Regions from separate parts of the Hordeum vulgare genome. Here regions 1 and 3 are each linked to region 2. Evidence: chromatin contacts called from public Hi-C data. All regions are on one chromosome and are shown on one strand. The core of a region is the stretch at or near the end of the contact, and the rest is flanking DNA. Distances in the headings are between cores, read along the strand shown.

The links. Hi-C and Micro-C count contacts between places; a contact is called where the count stands out from the background.
Region 1: a contact with region 2 is called in a Hi-C map of leaf, with 2.2 times the contacts expected there. The contact joins the promoter of LOC123442092 here to the promoter of LOC123442081 in region 2. A contact is called at or near these places in 3 of 6 Hi-C or Micro-C datasets (leaf and seedling) and 1 of 1 datasets of contacts at active chromatin or transcription factors (embryo).
Region 3: a Hi-C map of leaf shows a contact between it and region 2, with 2.7 times the contacts expected there. The contact joins the promoter of LOC123442103 here to the promoter of LOC123442081 in region 2. A contact is called at or near these places in 2 of 6 Hi-C or Micro-C datasets (leaf and seedling) and 1 of 1 datasets of contacts at active chromatin or transcription factors (embryo).

What each region holds. Positions count from the first base shown.
Region 1 is chr1H:421,637,834-421,642,657 of MorexV3_pseudomolecules_assembly, forward strand. LOC123442092 reads left to right here and starts at 3,021. Exons shown (of 1, transcript XM_045118197.1): 1 at 3,021-4,824. The coding sequence starts at 3,274.
Region 2 is chr1H:421,508,312-421,513,112 of MorexV3_pseudomolecules_assembly, forward strand. It overlaps LOC123442081 (rhomboid-like protein 14, mitochondrial), which reads left to right and starts at 2,525. Exons shown (of 2, transcript XM_045118189.1): 1 at 2,525-2,943. The coding sequence starts at 2,692.
Region 3 is chr1H:421,689,677-421,694,153 of MorexV3_pseudomolecules_assembly, forward strand. LOC123442103 (DUF21 domain-containing protein At4g14240-like) reads right to left here and starts at 2,238. Exons shown (of 13, transcript XM_045118207.1): 1 at 1,869-2,238; 2 at 810-886. The coding sequence starts at 2,181.

The DNA.
Region 1 (4,824 bases), core at 1,771-4,270, 130 kb after region 2:
ACATGAGGTAGCTCATAGGAATGTGATATTGAAGAACAATAGAGAGAGAATGCCATCTAGCCACTCTTATTGACCCTAAGGTCCTAAGGGAACTACTCACACATGGTCATGGAGGCAGAAAGATTGATGAAGAAGCCTCTCGTGACAGGTTCCCCCTACGAGAGAGTGCCGCAAGAGACCTCGAGGAAAGTGATAATATAGTATCGTGGAACAGTAAAAAAATAGATACGTTTGAGACGTATCAACGAATTGTGCCGAGTCACGCACACCGTTGCTTAGGGCCACCGGTCACTACGCTGCCACCGTAACCTATGAAGGCACGACCACCACCGAGAGACCATGGGTCGCTACCTGCCTACCACGGTGCCTAGCTCCATCATCGTGCAGTTCGCCGCGAACCAGAGGACAACGCAATACCCGTACACATGTAAGCAGCCATCTAGCCATCGTGCCTCCGACTCCCTCCTTCTTTGCGTCAACCCTAGCCGCCATCACATCTTCCACCACCCAAGAGAGAACCCGAGGTTGCCGCCCGACATCTAGCCTCGCCGTGTGTGCTACACTGTCGTGGTTTGTCGCGACAGATGTCTTCGTGAAAGGACTAGGTATAGGATCCATCGCTCCAGGGTTGCGACTTGAAAGTATTAGTTGGGAGACAAGAGACGCGAGTTTACCCAGGTTCGGCCCCTCCGATGGAGGTAAAAGCCTACGTCCTGCTTTTGTGTCTTATTGATGATGATGAACTCGATTACAAGGGTGTGGAATCGCTAACCTAGCTCTCGAGTCTTTCTTACTTATCCTCTGTACCTCAAGGGATCCCCTTTATATATGCAGGTGGAGACCTCAAGGCTACAATAGAGTTTGAGTTGAATAGCTACTCTTGTTCTCTTCTACTTCTTATTATCTTGGATAAGGATGAAGGATCTTCATGTCTCCCCTTAACGAGTTGTCTTCTAATTGATGGGCTTGAGCCGGCCTTGCGGTGAGTCACCCTTTGGGCCTCTGTACTGAGCCTCATGTCCAAAGCGTAGGCCTCGCGGGTTAACTCGTGGGGCATATCCCCAACACACACCGTATATGGCCATCCACTGTGATGGTGTCCTAGATAAGGGCGTGACGAGCGAGTAGGCCCCCGAGGATGGGATGGGTCGAGGACCCCCAAACTATCAACCAGGTGGGCCACGTCTGGCTGGCCCACAAAGTACCCAAGATGAAATCTTCCGAAGACTTGGCACACACTCGAAGGAATGATATTATTATCGCCATGTTTATCCCCTGATGTAAGCTACCTAGGTTTGACCGTAGGTACCCCCAATGTCCATGTAAGGCGAGGGGTTTTAGACCTTAGATGTAGATTCATACACACATATGATCCCGAGGTAGACCAACATGTACTATGTATTCCATCCACAATTAATACAATACAAGTAGGATGTGGGGTTTTACCTCTTTGAGAGGGACCGAACCTGGGTAAGTACCATGTCTCTTATTCATCACGGTACGATCTAGCCAAGATCACCAGGTCGGGACCCCCGACCTGAGATCTATCGAATTTAGCCCCGTTACACCGCACACAACCGAGCAAGAGAGGCCCGCCACCGCTAGCCACTATCGGGCTTTGCCTGGCGCCATCACGTGATGCATGCAAGGGGAACAGGGGATGAGTGGGGGTGGGGCGACGACGCTAGGGCTTGCTCGAGCTGCCCCCTTGAAGAGTGACGGCTATAGGGCTCTCCCCGACATCTTGTTGTTGTAGTATCCTCCATTGATGGTTATGCACTAGGTCTAGACCGTTAGTGCGAGGACATAGCCTATTCTAGAGGGCGACATCGTTGCTCTACATTGATATGGTGTTCAAAGTGGGGTGGAGAATGTGGCAAAGATTGTGGCATTGTTTGGTTGATGCCCAACAATATCCCAACTAACCCATAGAGAATTTTGATTTATCACAAAATGTACATGAAAATTGGCAAGAACACAAACCCGTGATATGTGAATCATATAACTAGCCAAACATGGCAAGACACAATTATGATAATGGTAGGAACACCCAAAAAATGAATTAGACGTGCATGCCATTCTAAAATATGAACAAAACATGTTAAAATGAACTAAATTTAATATATCCATTGTTATATGATGTTTGATGTCTATTTGACGTGTCATACTCACAACATCACTTTGCAATAGGAGTAGGTTGTTAGCACGAAGACATTAGCCTATTCACACAGGTGGCACCATCGCTCTACATATATATGACATTGGTTGAGAGGGAGACAAGGTGGGAGAGAATGTGACATCACTTGTTTGGGTGACGTCTAACAATATCACAACTAACCCATTTGGAATTTCGGTTTTATCACAAAATGTACATGAAAATTGGCAAAAACAGAAGCTAGTGACATATGAACCATATAACTAAGTAAACATGACAAGACACGACTGTGACAATGGCACACACATACACAAAAAGAATTAGACATGCCTGCCATTCTAAATAGCATGGACAAAACATGTTAAACACAAGTAAAATTAAGATATCCATTGATGTCAATTTGATATGCCATACTCAAAACATCACCGTGCAATAGGGCTAGGTCGTTAGGACGAGGACATTAGCCTATTCAAGAGAGGCGGCACCATCGCTCTACATAGATATGTTGTTGGTTGAGAGGGAGACAATGCGAGAAAGAATGTGACGTCACTTGTTTGGCTCATGTCTAACAATATCACAACTAACCCATAGTGATTCTTGATTTATCACAAGATGTGCACGTAGATTAGCAAGAACAAAAATCCGATGACATGTGAATCATATAATCGACCAGCTTAAATATAGCAAGACACGGTTATGACAAGGAGACAAAAACACAACTAAAATTAGACATGCCATTCTAACTACTGTATGAAGCAAACGTGCTAAACACAACATGTATAGCATATACCGTAGGGGGAAACCACATGAGTGGAAATCCAACAATCTGCATAGAAGAAAATCTGAGACTCAAAAAGCATATGCATTTTGCGGTGCAACAGAAGATCCCGTTCGCACGTTCACTGCCCTGCGCTGGCTCGTGTCCAAGAAAAAACCAATCAATCCTCCGCAGTCCGCACCACCGCCCCCTAACCAAAACCAAAACCAAAACCAAAACCAGAACCAGAACCAAAACCAGGCGAGCGGCCCTTTTTCCCGTCGCGAGCACCTCGCCCGCACACGCGGACCCATGCGTGGCCACACCACAACGAGCCGGAAGTAGCCCCCCCGGCCCGGCAATGTCGGCGCTCCTCCCGCCGCCCCACGGGCCGCGCGCCGCCGGGGACCCCAAGAAGACCGACGTCGCCGGGGGCGACGCCAGGAAGCTCCCTCCCTGCGCCGCCGGGGACCCCAAGAAGCCCGCCGCCGGCGGCCGCTCCGCCGCCAAGCTCGCGCTCGCGTCCTTCCTCGGCGTCGTCTTCCTCTTCGCCGTCGACGCGTTCCTCTCCGGTGCTGGCGCCGACCGGCGGCTGCGGCAACAATACCAGCATTACCTCGGCGGCGGCCCCGCCCCGCCTTCTTGGCTCTCCGCGCCCGACCCCGCCCACTTCGCCGAGGACCTCCGCGCCGACGGCGGCCCGCCCTCCTGGCTCTCCGTGCCCAACCCCACCAACTTCACCGACGACCTCCTCGCCCGCTGGCTCACGCCCGGGGGCTCGCCCTGCCGCGACGCCCGCACGGCCAACATCTCCCTCCCGGCTCTTGACGGCGCCGCGGCGGCGGGGGGTGTGACCGAGCTGAGCGCCGCCGAGATTTACGTGTTCACCTTCTGGGCGCTCGACGGCACCGGCCTGCGGCGCTGCCTCGGCGGGGACTTCTTCGAGATTGATCTCTCCGGGGCGGCGTGGAAGTCGCGCCCCCCCGTCGTGGACAACGGCGACGGCTCCTACACTTTCCGCCTCCAGGTTGCGCCCCGCTTCGCCGCGGGGGAGTTCCGCCTCACCATCGTCCTCCTCTTCCGCAGCTTCGAGGGTCTCAAGTTCTCCTCCGCGAGGTTCAAGTACCGCGCCGAGCTCCGCCGCCTTCCTCTACTGTTCCGCCCGGGCAACGCTTCGCTCCCCGCCCTGGAGACTTGTCGGGCCGCCGACTTCGCGCGGGACCTCTGGTCCGGCCGGTGGACGCGGCTCGCCAGAAACGACAAGTGCGAGGATGTGGACGACGCCGGCCGGTACCGGTGCCTGGAGCCGGAGCACCCATGCGAGGCACCGTGGTGCGACGGACCACTGGGCGCGCTGGAGAGCAACGGATGGGTCTACTCGGCGCACTGCTCGTTCAAGCTCTTCACCGCCGACGCGGCGTGGCGGTGCCTTGACGGCAAGTGGCTCTTCTTCTGGGGCGATTCCAACCATGTAGACACCATCCGGAACCTCCTGACCTTTGTTCTTGGCGTTGAGGACACATCCGCAGTGACACGCCGCTTCGACGCCGTGTTCACGAATCCCAGCGGCGAGCCAGGCACCCTGCGGATCACAAGCATTTTCAACGGCCACTGGAACATGAGCATGAACTATCTCGGCCTGCATTCCCTCCGGCACAAGGGGTTCCGCCAGCTTGTCCGGTCATACTTTGCCGGCGATGATCGTGTCCCTGATGTTGTCATCCTCAACTCAGGCCTTCACGATGGGTGCTACTGGAGCAGTGTCCGCGCATACGTTCAGGCCACCGAGTATGCTGCGCGGTTCTGGGCCGACGTCATGGCTAAAGTGCGGCTGCGTGGGCTTGCCGTGCCAAGGGTGTTCTACCGGACGACAGTTGCGACCGGTGGGTATGCTCGGGACCTGGCATTCAAT
Region 2 (4,801 bases), core at 1,275-3,774:
GGTTAGGTGCTATATATATATATATATATATATATATATATATATAGTTGGGTTAGAGATAGGTTCATTGGACCCTCTGATCTAGAACGGGTGGTCGAGAAGATTAGGTTAGGGGGTGCAATGGACAAACCGAAGACGATTTGCGGCAAAACGGGGTTGATCCGGATCCAACGGTCACGACCGCCGGGTTCGGGTTCCGGGAGGTTTTCGGACTGGGCTGCGCGTAGGGTCGATGCACTGTGCAGAGGGGCTAGGCATAGAAGAGGGGGAAAACGGGCAACCCGGCGACAGAGTTTGAAATACCGAAACGTCCAACTATTGACCGGCTATAGTGCCACTATATAATAAACGGCACGGGTAACAAACGAGCTCCGATCGCGATGAAATTTGACAGACGGCCTACCTACACTAAATTAAGACCGCACGCCAAGTTACAACTCAATCGGAGAAAGTTTTATACACATATAAAAACGAGGTCTTGACGATGCCGCGACGCGTGCGTGTGTGGTTGTACTCAGAACGGACAACGTCGAGAACCGGCAACTACTAACGGATGCAACTTTTGAAAACGGACGACAACGGGATGCCGATGCAATGCTGATGATGCGATGATGATGCGACAAAAGAACACAGACACACGACGAAAACGGAAAGAAAGGGGAATCTTCTGGAACGTCGGTCTCGGGCTGTCACAGTTTTGTAGATGACTCAGTTGCTCAAGTGCTTAGAGATTTGCCTCCAAAATCCTCAACCACGTTCTCGTGTTCAAATATGTCCAAATTCCCTAAGTCTATCTTGGTCCCAACGAACCACTCCATCGGGACCCACTTAAGTATCCATGACAACAACCACAACCTAAACCTAGTAACTTGATGATACCAAGATGACATCCGGTCCCGCCGAAGTGCACGTGTCAACCTTCTATAACCCATTTGTTTCACTTTAAAATCTCCAAGTGAAATCGATCAGAATTACCGAAGCAAGGAAATGCTTAGGTCATCACACTTCGGCGCCTCCAAGGGAACCATTCATTCACACCGAAACGTCTAATGTTCGAATCTTTTGCACTACTCGATGTATCTAGGATTTATCTTTGGTACCACCGAGTTGGGTAGCAATCCTTAAATGATATGAGTAATACAAGTTACATTTCACCCAAAAAATGGATCTAAAATCATAGATAATTTTTTCAAATGGAAATTAACTAAACTATACTAAACCGTAAAATATGACGGGAATTAACTATAAACTGTAAGAGCATCTAGAGCCGGACCCCTCATATACGTCTAAAATGTCCGCGCAGGCCGCCGAGTCACTAACCGATCACGAAATTTCGATCCAACCGGGCGCCTCAGACGGGCCTCAAAAGCCCGGGCTTACCGGATACCCCCCATATCCAGCCCAAATATGGGGCGAATATGGGGGCGCGCGGGCACGCACGTCACATCAGCCTGGCCCGCACTGGCCCGCATCGACCCCACATATACTCGTCCCCATTCACTCCCTGGACCAAACCCTAGCCACTTCACTCCACTCCCCTCTGCTCGCATTCGCCACCTAAGCTCACCTCCAGCGATCTCCGACCTTCTCCGGCATGGAGGGCAGCGGATCTCACTCCGACCAGTCCGGGTCCGTCGACTGGGGTGTCATCCCCTGCGGGTTGGAGGAGGCAATGGTGGTCCTCATTGCACTGTGCCCGCTCCTGCGAGGACATCGCCTGTCGAACGGTAGGATCTGTTCGCAGCGACTCCATCGCGTCGAACCAACGTGACTGGACCATCGCGGTCTCGGCGACCGATAAATCTCTGCTTACCCATCATCGGTCCGAAAAACTGTGAGTCCCACTAAAAACAGGCTACACGCCATGGGAAGGAGAGGATAAAGCCCGCCGAGGCCCGTATTGCAGAGGAAATGACAACGACGGAGGTGGCTGATGCGGCGGCGCGGGCGGCCGCACAAGAGGAAACTATCCGCGCCCGTATTTTGAAGAAACGGCGACGGAGGAACACCCGTAACCTCGCCCTAATCGGGTGTTCAACGAAATGGCCGGACTACCACCGAAGGTGGGGAAGGAGGTCAGTGACGACGAGGACACTCGAGCGAAAAGCAGATCTGGCTCGATCCGTACTGCGTCTTCGCGTGTTCGGTTGTAAAATGTACTTCCTCCGTTCCTAAATATAGGTCTTTTTAGAGGTTTCACCAGGAGACTACATACGGAGCAAAATGAGTGAATCTACACTCTAAAGTATGTCTATATACATTCGTATGTAGTTTTCTAATGAAACCTCTAAAAAGATTTATATTTAGGAACGGATGGAGTATTATTTAAGACCGGACCGATCAATGTCTGCGCACACGCCGTTGACGTTTGAGGAGTCGGATCTGTCCAGTCCGTCTGTAGATGCTCTAAAATCATCCATCAAAACTTTATTTATTTAATATAGGAAGTCTAAATTGATCAAAACTATTCGGAAAATGATTGACAAGAAGAGGCGAAACACTTGCTCTGGAGTTATCTGGAAGCTTGGCGGCATGCTTGCGACCGAAGAAAGAAACGCATCCAGAAACAAAAGGAACTACTACTAGAGATTTCGACCTCGCCAGAGAAAAAAAGAATAGGAAAGGAATTGGGACCAGCGAATTGCGTGCGCCCCGTCCCTGCCTCGGTGCCGGTCAGTATTCGGTTAGGGGATGGGGGCGGGCATGAGCAGTGGTCGGCGGCGGGGCACCGGCGTCGGCTGGGGCAGCGGCCCGTCGAGCGGGATGCTGCCGCTTCTGGCCCTGCAGGTCATTCTCGAGTACGGCCGCGCCGGCGCCAGCCGCCCGCCCGTGACGGCGGCGCTCATCGCCGCCAACGCGCTGGTCTACCTCCGCCCGGGCGCCCTCGACGCGTTCCTCCCGCCGCTCTCCCGCGTCGCCTTCAACCCGCACCTCATCATCCAGGTACGCACACTGTGGGTTATGGCGGAGTTTATGTTGCGGTGGCAGAAGAAATCGTGTCGCACATCGAAAACCAACATTCTTTATCTGTTCTAGGGCTACAGGGTTGCAAAGTTCAGCAACGGGGTACTTCCGGGTGCTGATTATATATGCTGTGTAGAATAGGATGCGGATCTATTAGCGATGGTTACCGGCGTAAAAGGGAACGTAGTGGAGGAGCTGATCAACAGGGAAGCTATTGGGGTGGGGGTGCGGTAGATGCGGTGAAGAAGAGCTGCAGTCCTGAGCATTTAAAGGACAAAATTGCATATCCAGGCATAATTTAGAAAATCACTGGTAAAAGGACCGTCCCAACTGAGACCAATTAAAAGTAAGGGATAAGTATATTTTTCGTTCTCTAACTCTCGCGATAGTATAGAAATCGTCCCTCAACTCTAAAACCTTTAAAACTCAGTCTCTCAACTATTTAAACCGGATATTTTTCGTTCCTCATGACACTTAAAGTGGTTTTGGTATATGCCGTGGACCTGGTTTTGACTAAAACTGTCCACGTGCCCTGGTTTTGACCGCCATGTAATCTGACCTATGTTATTTAAATGAAAAATTGGGTTTGCTTCTCAAAGTTTGACAAAGTAAATGAGAAATAGTACTGATTAGTCTTAGAAGCAACAACCACAAACATGAATTCTGACATAACCACAAGGGATAACCACAAACATGAGTACAAGTACACTAGTCCAGTAGTTTTGCTGGGACTTTCTTTGCTCTTTTGTTTCCTCCAACTTGAGAAATTGCAGCACCAGATGTAACATTGACTGTAAATGATGAATTAGGCTGCATATTTACTGTCGAAACCAGGCCACGTGGACGATTTTAGTCAGAACCGGGTCCATGTCATACCAAAACCACTTTAAGCGTCGCGAGGGATGAAAAGTATCCGGTTTAAATAGTCGAGGGACTGAGTTTTAGTGGTTTTGGAGTTGAGGGGCGATTTCTATACTATCGCGAGAGTTCGAGGACGAAAAATATACTTATCCCCAGTGTTCAAGAAAGCGTTTTTAAGCGACGCTGAGCGATGGCAAAGCGCTTTGCTTTTGCCCTAAGCGGTAGATTAAGCGTTTTTTTAAATTTGGCCAGAATTTGACTGTTTTTGAACTACTTTCGCTTGTCTGCTTGCGCAATAATGACAATATCCGATTTATCTTATTATTAAGCTCTGTTTGGGAACTATTTCCTTCATATGCTGGCAAAATTATGGCCCCATGATCTCTATTAGGCTATGACTATTTGAACCGAACTGCATTTTAGTTGTTATTTTGCTTGCCATGTGAACTTGATGTGTATTCGCTATGGTGTGAACTGTATTTTAGATGGCTATTCAATTACACATGTGCCATGTTTCCTATTTTCCTGTGTATATTATTCAAAATCTGTCAAATTCTAGCCAATTTAAGAAAAAAATGCTTAAGTGCGGTTAAGCTGCGTTTAAGCGTCCATTGCTCTAAGCTGTGGCCTTCCGCTTGGATTACGCTTTCCGCTTTTTTGAACATTGCTTATCCTAAAAGTAAAGGAACTTCTATACAGCAACCTTAAGGCCATGAATTTGTAGAGTATAACGCTCTTCCTGACCTGTAAAACTATGGACAACTGACTATGGAGTTTGTGACCTCGATGTCTTCCGTGCAGCCGATTGGTGGTGACAATTTAACTGGGAATAGACCTCTAATGAACCCCTTCAAAACGCCTAGGGGCTAATTGTGCTGTTCTCCAGTAGCCGAGGTGTAACTGGAAGATGCTGACAAGATGAAGAACCCTTTGTGCATTTTGTTCTATATATGCCACCCTTAAGAGTATTTGAACC
Region 3 (4,477 bases), core at 988-3,487, 180 kb after region 2:
ACAAATGGAAAAATTACTAGCTAAAACAAAGCGTCATGCAAAAGGTACCAGAGAATGCATTCTCTATTTACAATGGCTGTATGATTATGAAATAAAGCGGATGGTGGGAACAAGTAATGCACATGCATGTCAACTATACTGGGAGAAAGAACTACACAATAAGGTTTGCAAATGTAAATTGATGAGTGCAGAAGATCCTTCGTGCATATCTGGAAAAACAATATAACCAGTACAAGGATGCCTATGACAATATATTATGACTTGTGAGTTATGAAGCCAGTTAGCAGTCAGCACTCCAGTATATTGTACTTACTGCATGTTTTATCTCATAACATGCACTTCCAATTTGCAAAACCAATCCTCTTTCACGTAAAATGAAATAGACAGTTGCACATCAATTCTAACGTAAATGAAAAAGACGATAGCACTGTCCACTTCGTGAGTACATCTACAAAGGATGCAATAAGCATGACAGTCAATCTCACCAAAACTTATCCATGGCATTAAATAGAACTAAAACCGCTTTTGCATTTTAATAGTAAAACTAAACTAAAATGATGTGTGGATTCTGATGAGCACCCAAGTTGCGGATTGGAATCACTGGGCATCAGTAGCGTAAATATTATTACACCTTGGTCTTTGAACTCATTTGTCTGGAGTAGACCATATCTTAGCATGTTTACCAATATATGATCATCAGCATTGTAGTTAGAAACTTGAAAGATAGACAATATTATGTTTGCACAAATGTACTGATGGAAGTGCAATATAGTGCGATAAATCATAAAAAATGCAACAAAACTTTGTACCTCCATGGCAACAGCATTACACAGTAGCAGGGTGACAAGAAGCTGGTGCTGCTTTTGAACAACTGGAAGGATAGTAGCTGCAGCAAACAAAACACGCAAGTAACTAAAATATGAACAACAACAAAACAATCAATTGAATATTGAATTACAGATTTTCAAAAGAGGAAAAGTAATAGCAGCATCAGTGTAGAGGCACACATTAAATAAGACATGCTAAAAGAGGTGACACTTAACAGTAACACTTGATAAGCAGTATCTCACTCCTTTGTTGATTCAATTGAAAATTCCTACCACCTACAGATCTGAGGTTTCGTAATGTCTCATGACAGATTATAACAATTTACAGCTTCTCAGAAGGATAAACAAAAACACCAAAAGTTACGGCATATATTACGTGCTGAAAAGCCATAGTTATGTGATACCTGCAATCCTGCATACACAAATGTAGGGGATCAAAGAAGCACTAGAGTGGACATCTTTACAATATCTACTACTCCCTCAGTCCCGAATTGGTTGTCTTAGATTTGTCTAGACTAGATACCGATGTATCTAGAACTAATTTGGGACAGGGGTACATGATACTTCCAATTCCCAGTCGACTAAAGTATCCTCTGATCATTTCATATCTTCCCACGTAAGAGGTGGGTCTTACAAAAAGCCAAATCCCCCACACCCCTTTTTCCCATTTCCCCAATTCCTTGCTTCCTTTTTGTTTGTTCTACTTCCCTACCACAACACTTTTAGAAACATGTCGGCATTAGTAACGTAATTTTTACTGTCAGAACAGAAAATTTTACTGCTAGATGATTTAGCACATGGACATAGTCGTAACCTTTAAATTCTTCCGATTAGTAACAAAAACGACAGCATTAACTCTAATTTTTAGCCATTCAGTAACGATAGTCGCAATCCCCCAAATGTAACATAGTACGATTCCTCTTAAACATCACTCCTCAAACGGCAAACAGATCGAGCACAACGAGGGGAGGATGAAATTGCAAAAAAAAAAAGAAAAAAAAAAGAGGGGGTGACGCGAAAAGTTAGGGGTTCGGATCGGACCAGCCTGCGCCTTCTCGGAGTCGGTGCCGCTGCGCTGGAGGATCTCGAGCTCGACGAGGCCGAGCGACATGAGCCCGAGGGTGAGCCCCGACATGATCCCGGCGAAGAGCACCAGGAAGCAGGAGATGCCGGCGTACGCCCACCACCCGACCGACCCGAATGGCGTGTCATTCCCCTTGAGGATCGCCGCCGCCACGCTCACCCCCGCCGCCGCCGCGGCGCTCGACGCCGGACGCGCCGTCGCCGCGACGGCCCGCACCGCCGCCGCCAGGCTCGCCCCTCTCGCCCTCCCCGCTCCGGCCACCGCCGCCATCGCGCCTCCGCCGCTCCGATGTGCCAGAGCCAAAGCCCCACAGCCTGACAAGCGCTGGCACCGTATAAGGATGTGGGCGAGAGGAAGGCGACAAGATCACTAGGACTCCAGGAGCGGGGCGAGGCGAGGCGCAGGGGCCGTTGGATGCGCCGCGAGGCGTGGATGTGGCCGTCGATCGGACGGCTGACGAAAGGACCGCGGGGCCACCTGTCCCCGCTGCGGCCGAGCGGTGCACGTCTTCGGCGTTTTGGACCGTGGACTGGAAGAATTGGCGGTGGCTGTGTACGTGGCGGTACTAGATCGAGCATTTGTGCTCGCAAGGCATAACGGTATGAGAAAGAGGGCTTCACGATGACCAAATTTGATGTGATTGTGATTGCGATATTCGCATCCATACGCCGATTCAATTGGTGGGATATTCTACCATGAAGAAAACATTGTCAAACTTTGGAAGGTACATATATAATCCTCACGGCATCTCCGGCGTAGACCCTCAAACCTTTATTAAGGGTCCGGACCGGGCAGCCCGGACCGCGAAAGTTATCAAAAACGATCCTGTATTGATCCGTAAAGCGGTTTGGACATGATTTTTCTGTAAATCAAAGACAAATGTGCGGAGGTTTGCGAGATTCCGAACTGCCACTTCGCTCGATTTTGACCATTCTGGTCCATCAAAAATATCTCCTCCCTCTCGCGTGAAACGGCCAGCATCGCTTCAGAGCGTCAGTGCCCGCATTCATATCCGACGAGAGCGTACGTGACCTCTCACTAGCGTCGGCATTGAAGCGGTGCGTTGGTCAAGACAGCGTTGCCTGCATCGCTTCCCGGTGCAGGCGACTGCTGCGCATTCAAATGACACGACGGCCGCTCGTCCGTCCATCTCCCGTCCACATTGATGGCACGCGGTTGCCGAGGCATCTCCTTCGATGCCACCCGTCCGTCCGTCTGCCGCCTGCAATTGCTATATAAACCGCTCCCCGGTCATAGCCGCAGTCATGAGTCTCCGATCCCTCTCTGCACACTGATCTCACAATGGATTCCTCTCCATCAAAGCTCTCTCGAACGGGATGACGTCGGAGCAGAAGAAGGAGACGGACGGCATTGATGCCCGTTGGCGGGCCAGCAGGCAATCGAAGGATGTCGATACCCCCAATGGAGGACGCGATCGACGATGACCCGACGCTATCCTCCTCTTCCTCCTCCATCGTGCCTCCCTCGTCAGTGCACTGCACCATGACCATCGGCGAGGCTCGTGTCATTTACATGGACATGGTGCGGAAGGAGAGGTTCCGGAAGGCGCAGGTCGACGCCGCCTACAACCACCACCTCCTCCAAAAGCACATGTAGACAGAGGAATAGCTCGGTGTCGGTAGGGCAGTCGTGCTCGATGCGGACTTGGCAGAGGAGGAGGCGCTCCTAGAGTCCTACAGCTTTGCTCGAGTGATTCGCCTCACCCGCTGGCGGTACCGACAGCAGGTGGCGGAGGTAGCAGCCACGGCCAAGGACGACGAGGAGGAGCAGGGTGTATCGTGTTTCGGTGAGACCTACGACGAGGAGGAGGACAACACCGAGTCCGCACCCAACGATGGCAGCGAGGAAGAGTAGTGCACGGGAAGTTGCCTTCGCTATGGTCCCAAGAAGGGCACAACTCCTCCCCTACTGTCGATGCCAAGCTTGGTGGGCTGAACAACATGGACGATTAATTGTTTGGCAGCGATGTGGAGGTGGACATGTGCGCTTGTCGGGTCTCTGGAGGAGGAGGTTACAGAGGCAGAGCTGGAGAGCACTCAGGCGGCATAAAAAAGGTCTTTGCGCAATAGCAATAAAGGTTGGGATACGTTTATCTCTTCTGAGCAACCTCTTTTCGGTTCTAAGACTATCCTTGTAGTAGGATACATATGCTTTGGGTTCTTTGTTATGTTGATCGGGAACGAGAGACAAGGGTCCTAAACCTTAAAAATCCTAAATGCTAACCCTAAACCTTTACCCAGGTTCGGTCACTCCAATGGAGGTAAAAGCATACGCCATACGTTTGGTGTTATTGATGATGAACTCGATTACAAGGGTTCAGAATCGCTAGCCCAGCTCTTGAAGATTCCTCACTTGTCATTTTCACCTCACGGCTCCCCTTTCTATATAGGTTGAGGTCTTGAGATTACAACAGAGTCCGGGTCGTATTGCGGCTCGTGACCTAGTCCAACTCCTACTCATCTTGTCATCTACGTAGGGAAAGCTTCTTACGTCTTCTACAATGAGACGACCCGCCAGGTGATCTTCGATAACCCGGCCTTCAGGA